Regions from separate parts of the Mus musculus genome. Here region 2 is linked to region 1. Evidence: chromatin contacts called from public Hi-C data. All regions are on one chromosome and are shown on one strand. Each heading gives the region's core, a stretch centred on a gene start, on an enhancer-like site or on the middle of the called end of the contact. The rest is flanking DNA. Distances are from core to core; before and after follow the strand shown.

Region 1 (4,460 bases), core at 78-2,577:
TCACCCAGCCACCTCTCCCTCCTTCTAGATATTCAGGGTTAATATTCTGTGGCCTCTGGAACCCATCTGTTCTTCTGTAAGCCACATCCCATCTCCCACACACCAATTCACTACTGATCGCATGGGTGATATTTTGGCCACTTCTTACTCTGGATTCTTTGAGTTTGAAGCACAATGGGTCAGTGCTGTTTAAATACACTGTTCCATGATGCTCTTTCATGAACTCCTATAATACAAGGCTGCAAAGACCTTAGACTCTAAGGCAAGTCTCTCATTTTATCAATTTGTTTCAAAGGTTAGGACAAGAAGAAGGCTTGCCTGCCAGTCTCTCTATCATTGCCTCTACTAGGACTTGCAGTGAGGCCCTCTTTGGGTATGGAACAGATCTCTTTTCTTGTTGCCAAAAGATCTCCTGGCAGCCCCCTTCCTTGCAGTGGGCAGGCCATGCCACAGATCATGCCAAAAAGTGTGAAACAGAAACGTGTCTTCCTTCTTGAAATAGGTTGTGGATCAACAGGCAGGGTCCTTAAGACCCCAACAATGCAGTTTGCCCAAAGCTCAGCACACAGTAACCCAGAAACATATGTGGTGAGCAATAACAGTCATAAACTTTATGAGATTATGTGTTCCTAATGTGAGATTTCAAGCTCATCTGTTTGCTGTGCTATGCCAAGCTTCAGTGTGATTCAATCAAGTTGTACTTAATCTTCCCCTATTTACTCTGGGTGTGGGTGAGTCATGGAGTAGGTCTCTGGTCCAGTCTGCTGAATTAATTTGCCCCAAGTATTTTGATGGATTGATAATTTGTTTTCTCTGAATGTTCAGAGTTTATTTGATTATATCATTAGATTGGTCTGGACCACTTGTAGTGAAAGTCTGCAGCCATGCTAGGTCCTAAGATGCCTCTGAAGACTCAGCCAGGGACAGGGAATACCTCAGAAGTGTTACAGCATCTTTTCCTTCCAAACTGAGTTATGTATGATGCTTTGTTTGGTGCCTGTCAATTAACAAGAAAACAAGTCTATATCATTTTTCACAGAAAAAGTCATTTTGACCACCTCCCTGAATCTCGAAACTCATACTGGGTGGGTCTAGGATGAAGAGAGAATATGGTCATCTCATAGAAGGTGAAAAAGGCCTGGACATTTTGCCCAAGGCTGGGAGTGATTCCAACTACCAAACTTGTCCTCTAGGGAGACGATGGGCCATACAGATGGGGGGGGTGGGGGGTCTGGGAACTTGACACAAGGCCTCACTGTTCTTGGACTAAGAATAGTGAGGACCAGTCTACGGTTGACAGCGAGGGTTTGGGGACCTTCTGGCTGTTGTGGGGATCTTGGGGCAGGGGTGAGAGGTTTTTCCCATGACTTCTGCTTTGATCACAGTGCCAACTGTCCCCATTTTCCTGGGATGGAGAAGTTTCCCAGGATGTGGGGCTTTCAGAGCTGAAAATTGGAAAGTTTTGGGCAAAACAGGACAAGATGGTCACTCTAACTTTAGTGTCTCCTGGCCTTGACAACTTAGGCCTTCAGATTTAGCCAGAACTTTAGATTGGCTTGGAAAGGCCACTCCTTCCTCAAGTAGCCACTGTCTGTTTCTGGAAAGATAGCTCACTGCTTGGGATCTATCTCTGGCTCCTCCGAAGCTCATCATGTAATTGTCACCACCTCTGTAGGAAGGTCTGGAGCTTTTGAGGGGTCAGCACACGAAGCACTGCATTCATGAATGGATTAGGACATTAATATCCTCTAAGTGGAGACTAGTTTCTGTGACAGGTTCTCATAAAAGAGTCCTGTCCCTCAAATTCTCTTTCAGGTACTTGCTTGCTCTTCCACCCCTCCACCATGCAAAGACACAGCAAGGAATTGTGCCATGGGCTTGGCTTCTAAGTATCATCAACTAAAAAACTAAAGTTCTACTTTGCTTTATCTATGCCATCCTTTACAACAAAAGAAACTAGACTAAGACAGAAGCCTGCCTCTCCTCTTTTCAAGAGTAACAATTTACCCATCATGTTCTCAGGCACACATCCTTGGACCTCTGCTGAGGGGGACAGCTGGCTTTCCTGCCAGTGTGAACATTGCCAGGCTCTGCCTATGCTCACAATAAGGAGAAGCTCACATCTTAGAACATGCTGTGGTATGCCCTTGGGCACTAAAGATAAAACCCAGATTCTACTTTATGTTATTTAAGAGTTGTGGCCCAGACTCTGACATTTAATTTGACCTTGAGTAATTAGTGTAACCTCCTTGGACCTCAGTTTCCTAATGTGCAAAATGAGTACAAAGGCAAGGCTGGCTGCATGATTACATTAATTAATCATCACAAAGAGCTTAGACTAAGACTTGGTACATATGGTAATTACTGAGAATATATTACCTGCTATATCGAAAAGGCATGCCAGGGCTGAGCATGCTAACTTATTCTGTGTGGCTGCAGTGTGCACAGTGTGCATAGTTGTCCCAGTGCCATCATAACTATACACCAGTGGGAAGCCCTACTGTAGGAGTGAGCAGGCTAAGGGATGTTATACAGCAAGCAGTGCCCAGACCTCACTGGACTGATACAAGTAAGTCTGGCTGTACCTTTGTGCAATGCCTACTACAGGTCTGGGTTTCTTCTCAAACAGCTTCCCTCCATGGCATGGCGGCTGTCACCTCTGCTAGCTGTTCTCAAGCCTAACTAATTTCATTCTTTACGGCTGCAGAGTCTCTTGGCTAGCAGGCTTCTATAGACAAGCTGTGTGCTTTGCTTTGAATTTGGACCTAAGTAGGGGCCATGGGAATTGAGACTTTTTGCTGAGGATCTTGAATGGAAAAAAAAAAAGGTCAGAAAAAATAGTGGCCAGCCACAAGCTTGCGGACAGAGCTTGCAGAGTATCTATCAGTGGTAAAGCCCTGCTCCAGGGGCCGCTCCTGGTTGGGCAGCTCACTGTACTGCTAGGCAGTTTGTTTTCCTGGGGATGCAAGTTTTGAGAGCACCATCTTACCAGAGCCCAGATGCCAGCAAACTCCAGATTCTAGCAGGAGGCAACTCTCCAACTTACACCCCAATTTTCACTCACCCCAATTTTCACTCATCACAAGGAGCATCTTCAGACCCTTGATTTCTTCCAATGCATCTCAGGGCAATATGCTGAGGTTCAGCTCTTGTATTATTTTGGATCTGGTTGGCATTAATTTTACTTAAAATAGCTTGCCAAATTAGTTCCAAGCAAATAAATTTAAGTGGATGTTTCTGAAAGCTCACCCTTGGCTTGGATTTTATAATATATTTATTTATTAATATACCAAAGTCTTCTATAAAAACTGCACAGAATCTCTAATTTAGTTTTTTATTGTTGTAATGACATGACTTTGAGTTTCCCATCATGCACTTGACAATGTTTCAGATTCAAGTTTGCTAAACGAGTGTGTGTGTATACACACATATATAGCATATATGTGTATATATAGTACATATATGTATATATTGTATATTCATGGCTGGTAAATGCATATATATACATATAGATGCATATATTTAGCACATGCTTCAGAGAAGCAGAAGCACAGGAATATAGATCTTGAATATTATGTACATTTTAATGAGTGTTGGCACATATTCACTACCAAAATGAAAAGACCCACAGTCAAGGAAGAGAAAATGTTCTTCGGTCATTTCTGAGTCTTCTCTTGTCACCTGCCTTGCTTTCTGTGCATATTTGAAGGACAGCGATGGGTCCAACTCCTCAATTCTCTTTATTATTGATTGTGTAGATACACTAGCACTGTTTATAATTCTCCTGCTGTGTCTTTCCAAAAAAATAATCCTCTGTTTATGTACAGAAATATTTGCATCCAAGGAACCTAGAAGTCCAACAAAAAGTGTTCTCTTTCCATCTCATGAGTAAATGCAAGCTTATAGCCACAATGGTCAGAAACACGGAGCCCTTCCTACCTTACCAAGACTGACTTCCTTTACTGTATCTGCTTCAAATGTTTACTTTTGTATTTCATTCCATAAATAGGTATGATGTCATTTGCTCTTGGTACTTATATTGTGCATTAATGTTCTGCCATAATATTATCAAATTTTCTTTTACTTTTGCCAAATGGATACAATTTTCATTATCATATTCCTTCTCATAAAGTTTTTGGGATGGACTTCTAAACAGAAGATTTAACTTTCCAGAAATTAAATCATATGTAATCTGCATTCAACAACAGTACAACAATTGTTTTCTTCATGATTATAATTTATTAGCAACTGATACTTTTTTTAAAAAAAATTTAGACTCAGTTTCCTGGCAGTGCAGTAGTGGGAGTGACTGTGGGATGCTACAGTAATGAGCCAGACGTTAGCAAGTAGACATGTTTGTGTGATGCTCACTGAAGTCTGGATGCCTTCTGGAACAGCCTCCCTCCATTGTGTGGCTTGGTGATACAAGCAGGCAGCCTGCAGCTGCGTGTCTGACCTCA
Region 2 (4,442 bases), core at 561-3,060, 75 kb before region 1:
GCTGGGACACAGTGGGAAGTGACACTGCTTCATATTTAAAAGGAATTTGGAGCTTTGTGTTGCTATTTGAATTACGAGATATCTTCCTTTATTCCAGGCAATGGCTTATTTTCATGGTCCTTTTAGAAACATTCTTGTTCAGTCTTTTAAAAGGCTATTATGTCACCCTGTGCTCTCCTAGGAATTATAAAAAAATAATAAACTTTTGAAAGCACTTTACAAAATTAAAGAATTATAAAAATGCTAAGTGCTTTGTGTGGTCATTGATTTAATCTTATAATGTTTAGGCCATTTTGCCAACTCAATGTGGATTTTATAATATGTACTTGTTCTTACTCTGTTTTCTGTAAATTTTCACATTCTGATTTTATTATATCCTTATGTGTGTTTTTGCTAGTTTAGCAATAGTGATTAATTTTAAATTATTTATTGTAGTTAAGGCAAAAATAAAGTGAAACTGAATTTTCTAGCGTAAAATTCTGTGCATTTATTTAAAAAAAAAAAAAGTCACTCTTACTTTGTAGAGCAGAGCATAGAGAGCATAAAGGCACGCGGACTCATGCCTGTAATTCCTGCAGTCAGAGGTTCAGACAGGAGGATTGCTGAGTTCAAGAGCATGCCAGGCTATGCAGTAAAGCCCTGCTGCCTCCCCTCATGATGGCAGACCCAATCTAATCAAACATTTGAGGATATTGAATTATCTCTGGAAGTTACTTAATCATTCTAATCTTCATTAATAGTATCTGTAAAATAAGTATTTATAAACTTGTCATCTCCTCGCTGTGTGGTTCTGTGAGTAAACACTAGGATGTGAAGAAGCCATGGATTGATTCATTTTGTTTAGACTTAAGAGCCATTGACATTCTGAAGAAAAAAAAAACAAAAAACAAAAAAACAACTGAATCTAATTTACAGCCTTTGTGAAACCCTCTAATGGAAACATTCGCTATGGTGGAAACCGTGTATCTTTGTTATTAACCTTAACTATGTTCAGATTCTGGCTACCTTTCAATAACTACATGTCTTGAGAAGTTAACATTTTTAAAGATTATTTTATGTATAAAATACTTGTTCTGCCTGCATGTCTGTGTGTAAATCATATGTGTGCAGTGCCCATCAAGGCCACAAGAGGATGTGGGATCCTCTGGAACTGGAGTTGCAGGGGTTGTAATCTGTCCTATGGGTGCTAGAAATGGAACCTAGGGACCCTGGAAGAGCGGCCAGTGTCGGTTGCTGAGCCATCTCTCCAGCCTCCTGAATGTTCAAATAAACTCTGGTGTTTCTAAAACTGTAAACTTTCAAAAGTTATAGTATTTTACTGTTTCACAAAACTGTTGCCTTAGGTAAGATTACAGTGTCTGCTGGAGGCAAGCAGTTGATTCATGTAACTACTGCATTGTATAGACATATCCATAGTAACATGAATCCATATAAAAGAATATCTCCTGTAGAGCTAGCCTGAAAACATTAAATAGCCGAATGCCGTCCAGGTCTTTTCACTCACTCGGCTCCCCAGGGAGTGTCCAACACGTTCTGAGGGATACTTTCTCACTGAAGCCTTGAAACAGCTTATTAGTCCCTAGTTGCCAAACTTATCCATACATAGTTTACTGCCTTACACACAGCCCATCAATGCTATTGGTGATTCCTTTCTGGTCTAGACAAGAGTTTCAAAACACATAATGCTAAATTAAAAAAAAAAAAAAGGTGAAATTTAAAAATAGAAAAGCAGGTCTTCTCTCTTAAAGGTGGAAGATGTGCAGCACCAACTATGGGCAGCAGAGGGTGCTGGCTAGCCAAAGACATAATGTTCTCATGGAGGCCGAGTGAAACCTTGTCGTTGTGAGGGGGGCTTCAGTAAACAATTGCTCATGTCTGTGGAGCACAGTGGCTTCATGTTCTTCGGTTCCACAAACCATTAATCTGAAAGGGACCCGTCTTCCTAACTACTCAAGAGCCAGCGATCAGCTGGAGGTATCCATCCTTCACAAATGTGTGCACCTCCTGTGTTTGACCTCACCTCCACCCTGTTGAGGATTGCTCACTCAGAACTCACTCCATACAATTCAGGTAATGTTGGAGTGTTTAATTTTACTTCTTTCTACTGGCTTCCAGTAGTAACTTTCTTAATGAGACTTAAAAGCCTTTCGAAAAATAGTAGCAGGTTATTCACTCTGCTCTAAGCTAGCTAAGAAGCCCACTCCTTTAGGAGCCACTAAACAGTGTCTCATTTGAATGATCAGAGCAGAGATTTCCCAGGGAAAGAGAAAAATCCACTGCCATCATCCTGGCAGAGTCACGTGCCCTGTTTGGTATTGTTATAATTTAGAATGCAAAAAGATCAGTGAAAAACAGTTTGGGGTGACTGAAAAATTGGAAGGTAGTTAACAAAACCCACAGATGCCTTCATATTTAAGAGTGCTTCCTTTTTTGAGCAGCATAGCCTGGTGCAGCTGCTGACATGACAGCCATTGTGGACTGTGAGAAAGAGGACAGTCTGGCAGCAGGCTTTGTAGTGAGGATGATGAAATGAGGCAGTTAACACATCTGCAGGAAGAAAGCAATAGCCAGAGCCATGCCTGTCAGCACTGCAGCTGGGCTTCAGTGAGGTGCTGAGGATACAGAGACTGTGCTTGATGATGGTGGGCCTCGGGGCCTCTCACACATGACACACTCTGGCAAAAGAGAAGGAGCTGATAAAGTTTTCTCGTGTGAATGTCCCTAATAGAAAATGGGCCAGTGGAACTGAAAGAGAACACTGATAGCCAGAGAGGGCAGTGTGTGTGAACCGGCTTTAAGGAATATGATTCTGTTTAACAATAGTTTCTTAGCAAATTTAATTTTGTCTATTTTGGTTTTGTACCTCTTCTGAAATAAAAAAGGCAAGGAACATCTTTTTTACACTATTCTTGCTCACTGCTTCTGTTCATTCCAGGTGTTAGGCACGTAGGGCTTGGTCTGCTGTATCACTCGGGACTGGGGATCACATAGTGTTATCTGAGAATACAAAACAGTGCGTAGACGATTCCTTAAACAACAAAATATTCCAGCCACTTGTACATGGAAAGTTCCTCAGGAGCACGTTGACTTCTGTATTGCATAGCTGCGTTATTATTATTCCAGCAGAGATAACCCAACAGCATGGCTCTCATTTGCTTCCTAATTACAGATGCATTTCCCCTTAATCCTTATTAAAATGGACTTTTTAAAGAGTAAGCTGAAATTTCATCCTGTAAAATAAAATGTAAAGATTTACTAGTAAAACTACTTCATATTAATGTGTATTATTCAAACCAGAGCTCACATTCTGATCCCCAAGTTTCCACTCACGACCACAGTCTCCTGGCAGGGCAGTGTGTAGATGCAAAGTGAGATTCGATGCACTCTGAAGAGCCCCAGCTGGGGCTCGCTTGTGTTGTCACAGTAGTTGTGAAGCCACTCAGAAAGCAGGTGTCTGGCTGGAGCCTGGCCTCCCAGGTATGTCAGCTTGGTACTGCCCTGGCACTGACAGACTCTGGGGACATTTGGGGAGGTACTCATTTTAAAGGTAATACTAGAGGCAGACTCCCTCGTGCTTTGTGCTCTACCAAGTGAAACCAGAATGTTTAAGCCCTACCCCACTCACACCTTTTCCATTGAAACACTGTAAAAGTCCTTGCAGCCCATTCGTTTACCATAATGGTCCAAGCATGAGGTTTGCTGAGTGCTTATTACAAGTAATGACAAACAGGATGGCTCAGTGCACAGACACTATAGTCCTCTCCGTAGACTAGAGTCTTGGATGGTTACCTTTGGAAGTTGATACCTCGATCATAGGACCCTAAGACAGTAATGTTCCCTTGGTCTCATTTTATACCCTCCTGGATGTTTTCCCTCCATCATACTTTCTTTTTAATGCAGGGTCTCTCCCTGAACCTGGACTCACTAATGTGACTAGACTAGCTCAAGGGATCAGCCTGTCAGTATGCTGTGTCCCTCACCCAGCACTGGAATTAGATCACCCAACTTTTACATGAGTGATGAGAATCTGAGCTCAGGTCCTCATGCTTGCATGGCAAGCAGGTGCCTACCGGGCCAGCTCCCTAAGCCATATGTTAGACAATGTTAATGAAGGAGCGAGGGGAGACGCTCTCTCCTGGAGTTGGGGGGTTTGTCTTTGATCTTCCCAAGACTTGTTATACTAACTAGGCATATATTCCATGTACTTAACATTTTTGTAAGAACCCTCCTATCCATTCCTGGGGAGTGGTTTTGTTTTTGGGGTTTTGTTTTGTTTTGTTTTTGGTTTTGTTTTTGGTTTGTTTTTTTTTTTTTTTTTTTTTTTTGGTTTTTGTTGTTGTTTTTTGGTTTGGGGTTTTTTTGGGGGGAGAGGGGGCTATGAGTATTTGTTTGCTTTGTTTTTGTTTTTTCAAGACAGGGTTTCTCTGTGTAGCCTTGGCTGA

The links. A called contact is a pair of places that touch in the nucleus more often than the background predicts.
Region 2: a contact with region 1 is called in a Hi-C map of the N1E-115 cell line, with 2.8 times the contacts expected there. The contact joins two enhancer-like sites. A contact is called at or near these places in 6 of 484 Hi-C or Micro-C datasets (the N1E-115 cell line, embryonic fibroblasts, embryonic stem cells and 2 more).

Annotation. Positions count from the first base shown.
Region 1 is chr15:34,813,463-34,817,922 of GRCm38.p6, reverse strand. All of the region lies in intron 2 of Gm32970 (a long non-coding RNA gene), which reads left to right. Among named protein-coding and RNA genes, the nearest start is that of Kcns2, 22 kb to the left of the region's middle. Within about 2 kb of position 1,327, at least 4 of the 459 cell types and tissues checked have an H3K27ac peak or open chromatin away from gene starts, as enhancers often do. A contact at or near this core is called in the N1E-115 cell line, where this site is marked.
Region 2 is chr15:34,888,944-34,893,385 of GRCm38.p6, reverse strand. The region is part of intron 10 of Stk3 (serine/threonine kinase 3); the gene reads left to right. Among named protein-coding and RNA genes, the nearest start is that of Gm52204, 19 kb to the left of the region's middle. Within about 2 kb of position 1,810, at least 42 of the 459 cell types and tissues checked have an H3K27ac peak or open chromatin away from gene starts, as enhancers often do. A contact at or near this core is called in the N1E-115 cell line, where this site is marked.